2 separate regions of the Ovis aries genome follow, and region 1 is linked to region 2. The links are chromatin contacts, called in public Hi-C maps. All regions are on one chromosome and are shown on one strand. The core of a region is the stretch at or near the end of the contact, and the rest is flanking DNA. Distances in the headings are between cores, read along the strand shown. Region 1 overlaps PRKAR2A (protein kinase cAMP-dependent type II regulatory subunit alpha). Region 2 holds the start of SLC25A20 (solute carrier family 25 member 20).

Evidence for each region. Hi-C and Micro-C count contacts between places; a contact is called where the count stands out from the background.
Region 1: a contact with region 2 is called in a Hi-C map of hypothalamus, with 1.8 times the contacts expected there. The contact joins the enhancer-like site here to the promoter of SLC25A20 in region 2. A contact is called at or near these places in 2 of 16 Hi-C or Micro-C datasets (hypothalamus and omental adipose tissue).

The regions. Positions count from the first base shown.
Region 1 is chr19:51,158,312-51,164,933 of ARS-UI_Ramb_v3.0, forward strand. It overlaps PRKAR2A (protein kinase cAMP-dependent type II regulatory subunit alpha), which reads left to right. Exons shown (of 11, transcript XM_015102438.4): 2 at 85-120. Among named protein-coding and RNA genes, the nearest start is that of PRKAR2A, 27 kb to the left of the region's middle. Within about 2 kb of position 5,315, at least 15 of the 54 cell types and tissues checked have an H3K27ac peak or open chromatin away from gene starts, as enhancers often do. A contact at or near this core is called in hypothalamus, where this site is marked.
Region 2 is chr19:51,086,897-51,093,784 of ARS-UI_Ramb_v3.0, forward strand. It overlaps SLC25A20 (solute carrier family 25 member 20), which reads left to right and starts at 3,525. Exons shown (of 9, transcript NM_001127277.1): 1 at 3,525-3,629. The coding sequence starts at 3,525.

The DNA of each region.
Region 1 (6,622 bases), core at 4,065-6,564, 73 kb after region 2:
CTGTGAAAGATCTTTACAAAAAGGGGAAATAAAGATAGGTCGTGTGACAATGATGACTAAACATTATTTTTTTTTGTTTTGCAGTTCCAATTCCTGGCAGATTTGATCGGCGAGTGTCAGGTATGTATTCTTTTTCATAACATACTACTAAAATGCTATTTTAAGATGGGATTATCTTAAATAAAAATAAGTTCATCTTTTTAATAAAAAGGTAAGTTGATAGCATTATAGAACATTATCAGAATTACCTATGATGCCTTTGTTCTGTTTCATTTTGTTTTAAATGTATATGTGCTTATTTTTAGATTACTATAGTAAGGTTGTCTCATTTATGTCATTGATATTTTTCCATGTTCATAATTATGGCTTCTAAAAACAACTTTTCGTATTACTATTTCTGGCATTCTAGATTATGCTTACCATTAATATTTTTTAAGGTTTATTTATTTTTATTTTTTGGCTGTGGTGGGTCTTTGTTGCTGCACATGGGCTTTCTCCAGTTGAGGCGAGGGGGCTACTCCGTGTTGTGGTGCATGGGCCTCTCCCTGTGGTGGTTTCTCTTGTGAGGCACAAGGCTCTAGGGCGCTCGGCCTTCAGTAGTGGCGGTTTGCAGGCTCTGGAGCCTGGGCTCGATAGTTGTGGAGCATGGGCTTGGCACGTGCGAGCTTCCGGGAGCAGAGGCTGAATCCATGTCTCCTGCATTGGCAGGCAGATCCTTAACCACTGAACCGCCGGGGAAGTCAGCCATTAACTTCTTGCTCGTGTTGTTGAGCCCCTTAAATTACTTCCTCGGTTGCAGCGCTGGGAGTAGCAGTCTCTGGTCAGAGACGGAGCATTGCTTTGGCTTCTTCTTTGCACTGCTTTCAAGAGACAGTCTAGAAAATAGGCTACAGGGAGAAAGATGCCCTGCAAGACCTGTTCTTCACCTCCGTCTCACTAATACAGGCGGTGCTGACTCCTTTCATTTATATTTTAAATATATTTTTATATTCTTGACTTACAAATGTACTCCTTTAATTTAGAAGTAAAATAGTGCCTCGGATTGTTTTATCTGGCATTCCTTTGATTATTAACAAAAAATGAGTATTTTCCAAATACAGGAGGTCTATTTTTATTTTTTTATATGCGACTAGTTTAATAATACATTTCCCATTTAACTGTTGTGATCTAGATTATTTAATTTTGCTCTTTTATTGACTTAAAAATTTTGATCTGTGACTGGTACCTTGAATACTTGCTGGCACACAGCAAGTACTCAGTAAATCTGTATTGACTATATACATCTCTCTTTATTTCATGATTGTTCTTAAGCTGAGAAGGTCCCCATTTTTTCATAGAACTGATAAATATGTTTTCTGAAAGTTTTTCTTATAATTAAAATGCTAAGCTTCTGGATATATCTACTTTATTTGGTCGTACAGTTGGGATGTTAATGGGTTTCAAAATTGCTATGCGAGTTATATGTGTCCTGTCATTCTTTCATATCCCCTTGTTTGGGAAAGTTTTTTGATTTTAAATTGTCCTGTGACCTAATATTTAGTAAGGCTCCAAATCCCTTTTCTAACAGTCCTTTTCTTTGAGAGAATCTGCTCATTTATGTTTTCAGAAAGTTTTTGCTAAGACTGTACACCAAAGTCTGTTGAAAGGAGATGGAAGAATGTGTTGTTTCCTATAAAAAGTCATTTACAGAGACAGGAATTCCCTGTGGTCCAGTGGTTAGGACTGAGCTGTCACTACAGGGGGCACTGGTTTAATCCCTGATTGGGGGTGAAAAGGGACTAAGATCCCTTATGCCTCGAGGTGCAGCTAAAAAAGAAAAAAAGAGTCATTTATGGAGAAGAAATAGAGTAGGAATTAAGGCTGGTATGAGACTTATGAGCTGCTATCTCCCATTTCTGTTCTTCCCTGCACCTCGTTTTATCCAAAGTTTTGTAATATTAGCTGTTGGCATCTGGGACAGGCCTGGGAAATGGAGAGTGCAGTGATGCCTCCTCCAGAGGTCACAGAGGGTCACAGATGAATTGCTGCGTAGGCTCTTTGTCAGTGTGTTCAGTCCTTGAACTCTGCAGAACACAGACAAGTGCTTGGTGTTATCCCTCACCCTTAGCTCCTACAGTCTTATTGAAAAGTTAAAACTTGTTAATATCACTCAAATGTTAAATGAAAATAAAGAATTCTTAACAGAACCAAAAATGATTATGCAGCAGAGAAAATAGCTGGTTAGCAAGAGCTAATGGTTTTTTGAATGCCGGCTATGTACTCAGTACACATTTTTAAGGTCTTCCTAAATGCCTGCCTTGTGTTGTTGAATATAATCCTTACACTAACACTATGAGTTACATGCTCTGATTACCCCATTATTCGGGTGGGGAAACTGGGGCAAAGCAGAGGTTACATAACTTGAAGCAGTCAAGGTGATAAAATGCCCAAAGATAGCTTAATGCCTAAGTACTAACCGTCCCATCCCCAAGTACCCATTCTTGTACCCGCTAGAACTCTTGCTCAGTCTTCAGCTACATCCCGTAAATTTCTTAGCCCATACTCTCAGTTCAGTCTTCATCATCATGATCTAGCTAAAGCGTGGCTTGCCCTCAAGCCTCACTTCTCTTTCCCTTTCCTTGTAACACTGATGGCAGATGTGTGGATGTGTCTATTGATCCGCGTTGCTTCTAGACCTCTCTCTCTTTTCCCTAGACCCCTCAGCCTCAAGCCTCACATTATATTCTCCCAGCCACCCCCTCCTTGTTTTAGTCCTCTAATAACTCCAGGTTCGTTCTCATTTCTACATAAAGAATCCTCTCAGCGTCTGGTCCTTCCATTCCTTGACCTCTTCTCCTCCAGGGTTGTGGTCTTCCACCTGCTTCAGCCACTCACTGCTGTGGTTGTGCTGTGGTAGGACCAGCGTCACAACCCCCCGTATTCTCGATCAGGTCACCCACCGCTGCCCGCTGTCTTCTACCAGCTCCTGTGCTGTCCTCCTCCAGCTCTCGCAACTCATTGATCTGTCTCCTTTTCGTTCTTTCTCAGTTCCTCTTTACTAACCTTAAATTTCTTGATCAGTGATTATAACCACTTCCCTCAGTTGTCTTTTCCTTTTTTATTTGCTTGGCTAAGCCACACTCTGGTTAAACCCATTCTCCACATATTCTGTGTCTGCACCGCATCTGTACTTGGTGGAGGAAAGACACGCAGCCCTGCTGACTGATCTTACCCTCAGTTCATGATCATTAACCTCTAGTACGCTCTTGGTGACCACAATCATACTGTTTCTATACTTCTTTCACTCTCTTGTTCTCTTAGGTAAGTCTTTCATACCTTCTTTCTCCCCAAACCTATAACACCTCCTCCCGCTCCTATTCCTAGCAGATAATCTTCTCAATTTAACTAAAGAAACAGAAATAATAGAAGAGAATTTCCATAGACTCCCACGTCTGTCCTTCCCCACCTGCCTGTGAGTCCATTTGTCCACCTGTACACTAGATCTCAACCCTTCATCCTTCCAGCAGTTACCTCTTCTTTATCCTGCATAATCTTCATCCTTCAGCTAGATTTTCTCAGCAGCATATCATTGGTGCTCCCTTCTTAAAATGAAACTTTTACAAATCACTCTTCCCTCTCCAGCTGCCACTCTTTCTCTCTGCCTATCTTTATAGCAAAACCTCTTGAAAGAGTGGTCCATACATGCTTCCCGTTCTCTTCTGTTCTCTCTTGAGCCCATTCTAGTCAGACTTTTGTTCCCATATCTCACCAAAGCTACCTTTGTGAACTGCTCACTCACATTCTTCAGACCCTCATGTGAAGGATACCTTCTCAGGCCTTAAGTAAGACCTATCTGAAATCCTTGCCCCTCCCCAGCACACAAACACAGCCTATCTCCCTACTTTATTTTCTCCTTAGTGCCCTTCCTCTTTTAACTTACTTATCCCATTTACCATCTAGTTCACTATGCAAGGGTATAAATGCCAGTCAGGCAGGGAATTTCATCTGTTTTGTTCACTGGTATATAGTTAACATTTGCAACAGTGTTGGTAAATATGGCCGGATCAGGAAGGATCGGGAAACAGGAAGAGAAATTATTGTAGGCAGAAAAAAAATCAAGAAGTGCTTCTTGGAGGGAGGCAGAAATTGCACTGGAAGTTGAAAAACATGGTTATTCTTGGGCTATAGTACCAAGAAGGGTGCATTCCAGGTAGAAGAATGTCTGAAGCCTTGAAGGAGGATAAACGGGACCCAGCTGCTCTGGCCATAGGAGAGGAGATGAAATTGGAGGAGCTTCTCTGGTGGACCAGTGGTTAAGACTCTGCTTCCACTGCAGAGAGCATGGGTTCAGTCCCTGGTCAGGGAAGATCTGCATGTGCCTGTGAGGTACAGCCAACGGAAAAAAAAAAAGTTAATAAAATGAACTGGAAAGAGAGTTAGGGAATGGACTCCTGATGTGATCCAAGGATCTCAGCTAAACTATTTGTGTGAATACATGTGCTTCTGTCAGACACTGCAGAAGAGAATTCAACACTCAGGATGTCTGACTGAATAATAACCTGGAAGGTAAAGCAGCAGAGGAGAGCTCGCAGTTGTTGAGTGTCTCCTGTGAGCCAGGCCTTGTATTTAAATGTCTCCTCATACTATTAACCCTTTAACATGGTTCTAGGATTGTTATGCCGTCATACCGTTGAAGAGACCAAGGACTGGGGACGTAGAGAAATACTGTGGAATGATGTATCCACCCTCAGACTGTAGTGTGCATAGCTTCAGAGATGAGGCCTTCCCCTCTTTGATGCTGCCTCTCCCCTACAAAGTATTGGAATTGAAAAACTGCAGCTTCCAAATCCTGCGTTCTAGCAGAACAGCCCCTCTACATCAAACAATGAATACATCAATTGGAAGACAATCCATAAATTCTTTAAAGGCAGATTTCTTGAATTTGTCCTAGATTAGCATTGACTGTCCTTGAGTTTGAAATATCAGTTTGATTCTGTTACTTTAAAAACTTGAAAAACCAAAAACCTTTCATTTTACAGATTACTGCTGTTTAAAAAGGCACCCAGTGGAAAAAAAAATAAAAAGGCACCCAGTCTGTAGTGTTTTGTTATGGCAACCCTAGCTCTCTCATATACCAGGCTGTATCAACTCTTCACGGGAACCAGCAGGACAGCGCAGGGCCTGACGCCAGTGACCAGGCCTGGTAGAAATGAAGGGGTTTTCTCTCACAAGTACATTTTAGTGATTCACATTTCTGGATGAAGAAAGCAGCCGTTAAAACCTAGAGGAGGAGGTTATGCTGGCTGATCTATTGTTCCTTTGTACAGTTCCCTGTTACTAACTAGTGACATCTGCTGGACAGTGGGGGCAACATTGACTCCCTCAAGTGAGGGGCTGTGCTGCTCTTTTAGCCTTTGTCTTCAGCAGGTCTTGAGCATCTCAGGACATTCAGTGTAGTTCTTGAGGCTGCAGAGAGGATCACACTGACGCTGGGACTCCCCAGGTAACTTTTACACTGAGATAAGCTTCCTGATATTTAGAGCCATAAGGGACAGCAATCACAGAGACCTAAGAATAGATTTTTATATAGAAAATGAGAAAAGTAATTTGGGATCAGGATCAGGAAGAAGTAGAGAGGTTGAGGTAAACAGAGGAAGAAGAAAAAGGAGCTGTCTGGTGTTCAAAAAGAAAAGCGAAAACATCCAAACCAATTAAAAAAAATAAAGATACACTGTTTTCCTACTAATGTCTGTGTGCTCAGTCATATCCAACTCTTTGCGACCCCATAGACTGTAGCCCACCAATTTCTCTGTCCACGGGATTTCCCGGGCAAGAATTCTGGAGTGGGTTGCTACTTCCTTCTCCATTTTTCACAAATAGGAAACATTAATGATTTTAATGAAAATAATTGCTTTTGTTTAAATCATAGTGCTGTGTCTTAAGACTTCAGGATGTAACATTTGTTGCCTCAGTTACATTAATGTCTAAAAATACAAAAATGAGCTAAGTGCTACAGTACTTTCCTCCAAAATCCGAAGAAGAGCAAGCCTGAAAATAAGCGAGCTCAATCCTGTCAGTCTCATCATTAAAAGACTTATTATTTTCAACTTTTTAAATGAAAAATTTCCATACATATGCAAAAGTAGAGAAAGTATAATAATCCCCATGTACCCATCTGTTTCCCAAATGAGGGTTTTTTAAATGCATTTTTCAAAGAAGACATTTTGAAATCCTGGACCAAGGAGTAACAGGGTAGATGGAATAAAGGTCAAGTATGAGAATATTTCTGAGGCAGATTTTGATGTATTCATTGGGTAACAGGTGGAAAGAAGGCAGTAATAGTGAGTTCCAAATTTCTAGGTTAGAAAACTGGGCTGACAATGACAGCATCAATCAAGAGCACGGAGAACCAAGAAGTTTGCAGTTCAACATAGTATCTGATGAGCTGCCTTCAAAACAGCTTCCTCAGCCCCCTACCCAAATACCTACGAAAATGTGAAAAGTGACAGCAGTAACATCTAAGAACTCAGGAAGGTGTCTGCCTTAATCTTTAGGACAGACCTAAGATGAACTTGTTTCCTTGTGGAAACAAGAACGGCTTGGTGAAAGATAAGGAATCATTGTATTCCATCCCTTACCTGGC
Region 2 (6,888 bases), core at 2,275-4,774:
CATGTGTAGTCAGGGAGATCACCTTACTTCAAAAATGAGAACCAAGTTGGTCTCTCCTCTTTGGGCAGAGCCCAGCCTCCTCCCTCAATTGTCCTCCTATTTTCATCTTGCAGTATCTACGCTGGGTGGGGCCCTCTTGCCTCACAAAGATAGCTTCACATTCCTTGTGAAGCTTGTGGTTCAGTTCAGTTCAGTTCAGTTGCTCAGTCGTGCCCAACTCTTTGCAACCCCATGGTCTGCAGCACGCCAGGCTTCCCTGGCCATCACCAACTGGTCAGTGATGCCACCCGACATGAAGCTTGCGGAACTGATAGCAAACCTGGAGGTGCATATGCATGTGTACATTTTTCTGGGGAGAGGGTGCCAGGAATTCTCCACCTCCCAGATGGCTAAGGACCACTGGTTGGACGATGTCTAGCATATGGGCAACTTGGTATCGATCTCCTGCATCGGTATGTTACCTGGAGTGGGGAGTTGTGCTGAAGGGGACAGGATATGTAAAGGCCTGGCTACTGGGCAGTGGAGGGTGGGGTCAGTTAAGTAACAGGGCTGGCTGTGTGGTAAACCAGTAGAAGCTAAGTTTGCTCAGAGAGGAAGATACAGTCTAGGGTAAAACACGGTTGAAGCAGTAAGCTAGCATGAAATATGAAAAGCCTTGTCTGCCCTGAACCACTTCTATTCTGATGCAATGAATGACAGTCAGGTTAAATTTCAGGTAAGTTTTCTAACAGTGTGTAAAGGCTTATCAGATGAGGAAACAGGAAGACCATTTGTTTGGGGGATCATCAGTTACCCTATGAAGATTTAATAGAACTTGTGGGCTTGAGTGAAGTCCATGTTCAGGTCTGTCAAGGTTTACCAAGAGGGTCTACCAGGAGAGTTTATCAGGAGGGCTGTTCTATAACAAACAGCACCTCTTCCTGAAGCTGCTCTGATGCAGATTGACTCTAAGTTAGCTCCTCTTCTGCATCTGGAGTGTTAGAAGTCACAAGTGAAATAAACATGGTCCTATTACCAAACCCTGAATCTTGGACATTCCAATAAGGCCAATCCAGTGATGAACATCCTGTTCAATTAATGCCTTCACTACCTCTTGCCTGGACCACTGTAATTTTCTCTTAACTGTTCTCCTTGCTTCCATTCTCTCCCAACACAAATTCATCCATCCCAAATAGATTTTCTAAACAAATCTGATCATGTCACCGCTGTGCTTAAAACTGTTCCATGGTTCCCCATCCTCATCTAGAAAAAGCCTATAGCATAGCGTAAACACTTTTGAGCCTTGCCCCAGCCTCCTTGACTTCCACTCCCTTTACAGGTCTTCTGCCTCAGTCAGGCCCCACCACTTCCTGATCCCAGTTTTGTTCCTGTCACTAATCTTTCCACCCGTAGTGTACATGGTCCATCCTCCCCATTCCAGGCTTCGTTCTAGCTTGGGAGTGCCTGCAGAGGAGGATTGCTATCAGGTTACCTGGGCAGTGAGGTTCCTGCTACAGAGTAGGGGTATGCTTATTGTTTACAAATTTTTCATTTGACAAATTTCAAACATACAGAAATGACAAGTTATATAGTGGATACCTGAATACCGTGCACCGAGAGTGAATAAGTCAAAAACATAAATATCACCTTTATGGCAACCCACTCCAGTACCCTTGCCTGGAAAATCCCATGGATGGAGGAGCATGGTAGGCTACAGTCCATGGGGTCACAAAGAGTTGGACACGACTGAGCGGCTTCACTTAACTCCTAATTGTTATATCCATTAACAATTCCTTTCGGTTCTTCTTTCAGAATATATTCAGAATCCAAACACATCTCATCACCTCCTCTGCTGTTCTCTGCTGCTAAGTCGCTTCAGTCGTGTCCGACTCTGTACGACCCCATAGACAGCAGCCCACCAGGCTCCCCCGTCCCTGGGATGCTCCAGGCAAGAACACTGGAGTGGGTTGCCATTTCCTTCTCCAATGCATAAAAGTGAAAAGTGAAAGTGAAGTCACTCAATCATGTCTGACTCTTCGCAACCCCATGGACTGAAGCCTACCAGGCTCCTCCATCCATGGGATTTTCTAGGCAAGAGTACTGGAGTGGGGTGCTATTGCCTTCTCCGCAGCTGTTCTCTGATCCAATCCAATCCAGCATCTCTGACTATGACCTTTAGCCTCCTCAAGTCTCTCTGCTTCTTACTCTATTCTCAACTGGCAGTAAGAGGGATTCTGTTAATTCACAACTCAGACTATGTCACTCCTCTGCCCAGAACCCCAGAATGGCTCCTATCTTCTTAAAGGAGAGGCTGATGTCCTTACAGTGGCACACAAAGCCCCACTTAATATGTCACCATTGGCACCATGCCGGCCTCAGTAGTCCCTCAAACAGTCCAGACACAGTCCATCTCAGGGAGTTTGCAGTCTTCTGCCTGGAAGATCCCTCCCTCCCTGCACTGCCCAGCCCGCTCCCCCCTATAAATATGGACAGAACTCACCTCCTCAGTTTCTCAGGTCTTGAATCCACTCACCTTCTCCATGAAAATGTCCTTTACTCACCTAATTAAAACTGCAGGTTACTTGCCCCCCCATCCCATCGCCCCCAATACTAATCCTTATCCTCTCTCCAGATTTATTTTTCTTCATAGTAGTTCTCACCACTTGATACACTACGCATTATTCACTAACTTTGCTAGTGAACAAAGACCCGTGTGCTGTGCCTTCAGCGCCTGAAAGGGTGCTTTGTCACACAGCAGAGAGCAGTCGCCTTCAGCAGAGTTGATAGAAGACCAGAAACTTAAGGGAGGAAACGGGTGAGTTCAGGAAGAGTTTCTGGAGGAGATGTGAGAGTTGGACTGTGAAGAAAGCTGAGCGCGGAAGAATTAATGCTTTTGAACTGTGGTGTTGGAGAAGACTCTTCAGAGTCCCTTGGACTGCAAGGAGGTCCAACCAGTCCATCCTAAAGGAGATCAGTCCTGGGTATTCATTGGAAGGACTGATGCTGAAGCTCCAATACTTTGGCCACCTCAGGCGAAGAGTTGACTCCTTGGAAAAGACTCTGATGCTGGGAGGGATTGGGGGCAGGGGCGAAGGGGACGACAGAGGATGAGATGGCTGGATGGCATCACCGACTCGATGAACATGAGTCTGAGTGAACTCCAGGAGTTGGTGATGGACAGGGAGACCTGGCGTGCTGCGATTCATGGGGTCGCAAAGAATCGGACACTGCTGAGCGACTGAACTGAACTGAACTGAACTGCAGTCCACCCCCACCTACCGCCACTCCAAAACACCGCCCAGAAGGCGTAGGAGCCAGCCCCTCTCCCGCAAGCCACGCCCATCGAGGAGGAGCTATGGCCGGAAGCAGCGCCGCTAGCGGAAGCCAGGGCCGGCAGGCCGTCTAGGCCCTCCTCCCGACCTGCCCCGGGCTCAGGCCCCGCCCACCCGAAAGTGGGTGAAAGGTCGGCGGCGCCGGCGCCGCGGCTGGAGTAGTGGAGCGGAGCCGGCTGGGAAACCGCAGGCACTGTGACGGACGGACTGACCATGGCAGACGAGGTGAAGCCCATTAGCCCGCTCAAGAACCTGCTGGCCGGCGGCTTTGGAGGCATGTGCCTGGTGTTCGTGGGACACCCGCTGGACACTGTCAAGGTGCGAGGAGGCTGGGGCGCGCGGGCTGGATGGAGGGAGGAGGCCCTACCGAGTAGGGCGCGGAAAGCAGGGTCTCTCGCGACGTTTGGTCCGGGACAGAAGTGGGGCCCCGGAGAGCTTCCGTGAGAAATCCGGGGAATCTCCCTCTCGACCCTTTCGGGTGTGGAGGAAAACTGTTCCTGCGCCCCATTAGACGGCGCAGAGCGAGAAGCCTCTAATCGCCCACCGAAGACTCTTGATTTTAAAAAAGTTCTCTGTCAGGCAGCCTTTTCTCATCTGGCGCCCCTACTTTGGGGATGGTAAAGAAAAAGCACCTGCTCAAAGTTCTAACTTCTGCAAACCCTAACATCAGCAAGGTTGAAACAGGTCATCTGTAAATCCTTCTTCTGGAAGAGAGCTAAAAGCAGGTTACTCTCGATATGTCTTTTGACACATTTCTCTGGGGCCAAAGTGCTCTGGCACTGTCTCTTTTGCACCTTTCGTAACCATCTTCAGTCCGTCGCCCCATGTTAACCTCAGCCGTCTCCTGTGGGAAGCAACAGTGCCCTCAGTGACTGAGTCCCTTCCAAGGAAATCAAGTGATCAGCTTTGCCCAGGGCCAGGCTGATCCTCACAACTTGGTGTGGAAGCCATGGTCACATTGAGGCTCTGGGAAGGTGGAAACTCATCAAGGCTTGTTCCCTGGTTAGCCTCACATTGCACATCAACTCTTTCCCCTGCGGCACTTACAGCAAGGCCTTGCTGTAAGACCAAAGTCCATACCCTATGACTTAGCATTCAAAGCTTCATCCTAGTTTTCTGACCTTATCTCTGCATACACTTGTAGCAAATTGACAGTTCATGGCCAGGGTGAGCCTGTGGGGAGCAGACAGGAGTCTTGCAGAGTGGGACTTCCCCTGTGTAGAGGAATTCTTGGATTGTTGAATTGGGTTTCCTCCACCAAAGCAAATTGCTTTGGTGATGTTCTCTGAGTAAGTTTGGGCAGCAGGCTCTTTGCTACCTTTCATCTAGAAGAAGATCTGGGGTCATTTTATCACAAGACTAGGATTAAAGCCATCGGGCTGGTTTGGGCACTGTGAAACATGAAATCAGATGTTTATTCAGTAGTTGGTAAATGCCATGTGTGTTAGGGCTTCCCCAACAGTAGTCGTTCTAAGCAACACTGATGTAGGGGAGAATTGTCTGGCCTCTCTTTCTACTCTTGATCTTGTTAGTTCTAGGATCTGGGGCCTCTCTTTAAAGAAAAACAAAATCCTATTGCTCCCTAATACAAGTGTTGCTCCTATCTCCATATCCTTTGCCCTTCCTCCCCATCAGATGTCACTCCCAGGAAGGGAAGGATGACCTGTGTACTGAAATGTAAATGACTGAAAATGCTCACTGCATCTTTTTAAGCTATTATCTTTTAAAAATCAATTACTTAATTTTACTTTTGACTGTGCCGAGTCTTTGTTACTTTGTGTGGGTTTCTCTAGGTGCAGCGAGTGGGGGCTACTCCCTGGTTGCAGTGCACAGGCTTCTTATAGCAGAGGCTCCTCTTGTTGCAGAGCACAGACTCTCAGGCATGCAGGCTTCACTAGTTGCAGCACCCAGGCTCAGTAGCTGTGGCACTAGGGCTTCGTTGCTCCATGGCATGTGGGAACTTCCTTCACCAGGGATCGAACTGTCATCTGTTACATTGCAAGGTGGATTCTTAACCACTGGACCACCAGAGAAGCCCTCACTGCATTTTTAAAAATCAGAATGTCTCCCTTTGATTTAAGCCAAACCCACAAATTGCTGACTACTGTCCTTTTGACCTCAGGGAGCCAGGTGGGCTGTGGTCAAAGCTTGGCCAAGAGACACTTTCAGAGACCCAAGGCAACTAATAGTGGTCTGGAAAGGCAGGAACTGCAGCTCTTCAGCTTGGAAAGATTTTATGGCAGGTGGTGAAGGGCTGGCTGAGTTCTAACTGGAGAAGTAGGGAGACCCAGATATTCCAGGCAGAGGGAAGGCAGGAGTGAAGGTGGATATAGGCTTGGCAGTGGGAACCAGGCTGTAAAAGAAGACCAGTCATGGAGGACTTTAATGTTCTTGCTGGGCCTAAGTGATGGATGTCATGATGAGACAGGTATAAGTTTATACAAAATCACAAAAAAGGTATTAGTCAGAACTTTTGGTTCATCTCTGTCTCCTTCTACTAACTTGAAGAGTTTGTACCTGACCATGGAGAATCTGAAGGCCAAGTAAGGGATATTGGATGTAAAGTAGTAGAGCCTCTGGGCATGTCTACTGTTCTGTTCCATAAACTCCTCAGCTTTGCATGTCACCTCCATTGCCTAGAGCGCAGGACTAACAAAAGCGCTCACAAAATCAAGAATGAAAAATTTGTTAGGTTGGTGCAAGAGTAATTGTGGTTTCGGACCCTGAATTTTAAATCATTATAGTTAGGCTCAAACACATCTTTATTAATCAAAATCAGAACCATTACAAGCAACACATTTTTGCCAATGAGAAATAAGTTTGTTGATTCCTGTAGCATAAAAAGCTATGCTTCAGGATTCGATGAACTCTTGAAAAGCATTTTCTGCATCCTGCTGATTGTGAAAGCATTTTCCCTGCATAAAGTTGTAGAGTTGCTTGAAGAAGTGGTAGTCGTTTGGCAAGAGGTCACATGAATATAGCCAATGAGGCCAAAGTTTGTAGCCCTGTTCATTCAACTTTTGAAGTTTTGTTTGTGCAGTGTGCAGTCAGGCGTTGTCGCAGAGAATTGGTCTCTTTCTTTTGACCAATGCTGGCTGCAGGTGTTGCAGTTTTCAGTGCACCTCATTGATTTGCTGAGAATACTTCTCATATATAATGATTTTGCCAGGATTCAGAAAGCTGTAGTGAATCAGACCAGCAGCAGACCACCAAACAGTGACCGTCACCCTTTCTTTGGTGCAAGTTGGCTTTGGGAAATGCTTTAGAACTTCTCAGTCTAGCCACTGAGCTGGTCATCACCAGTTGTATCTATCTACTTTTTGTCACATGTCGCAATCCAATTGAGAAATGGTTTGCTGTTGTTGCATAGGATAAGAAAAGACAACACTTCACAACGATTATTATTATTTTTTGTGTGTGATCCGCTCATGAGACACCTGCTTATTGAGCTTTTTCACCTTTCCAGTTTGCTTCAAGTGCCGAACAGCTATAGGATGATAGACCTTGAGTTCTTGGGAAAATTCTCATGTAGTTGTGAGAGGATCAGCTTTGATGATCCTCTCAATTCAGTTCAGTA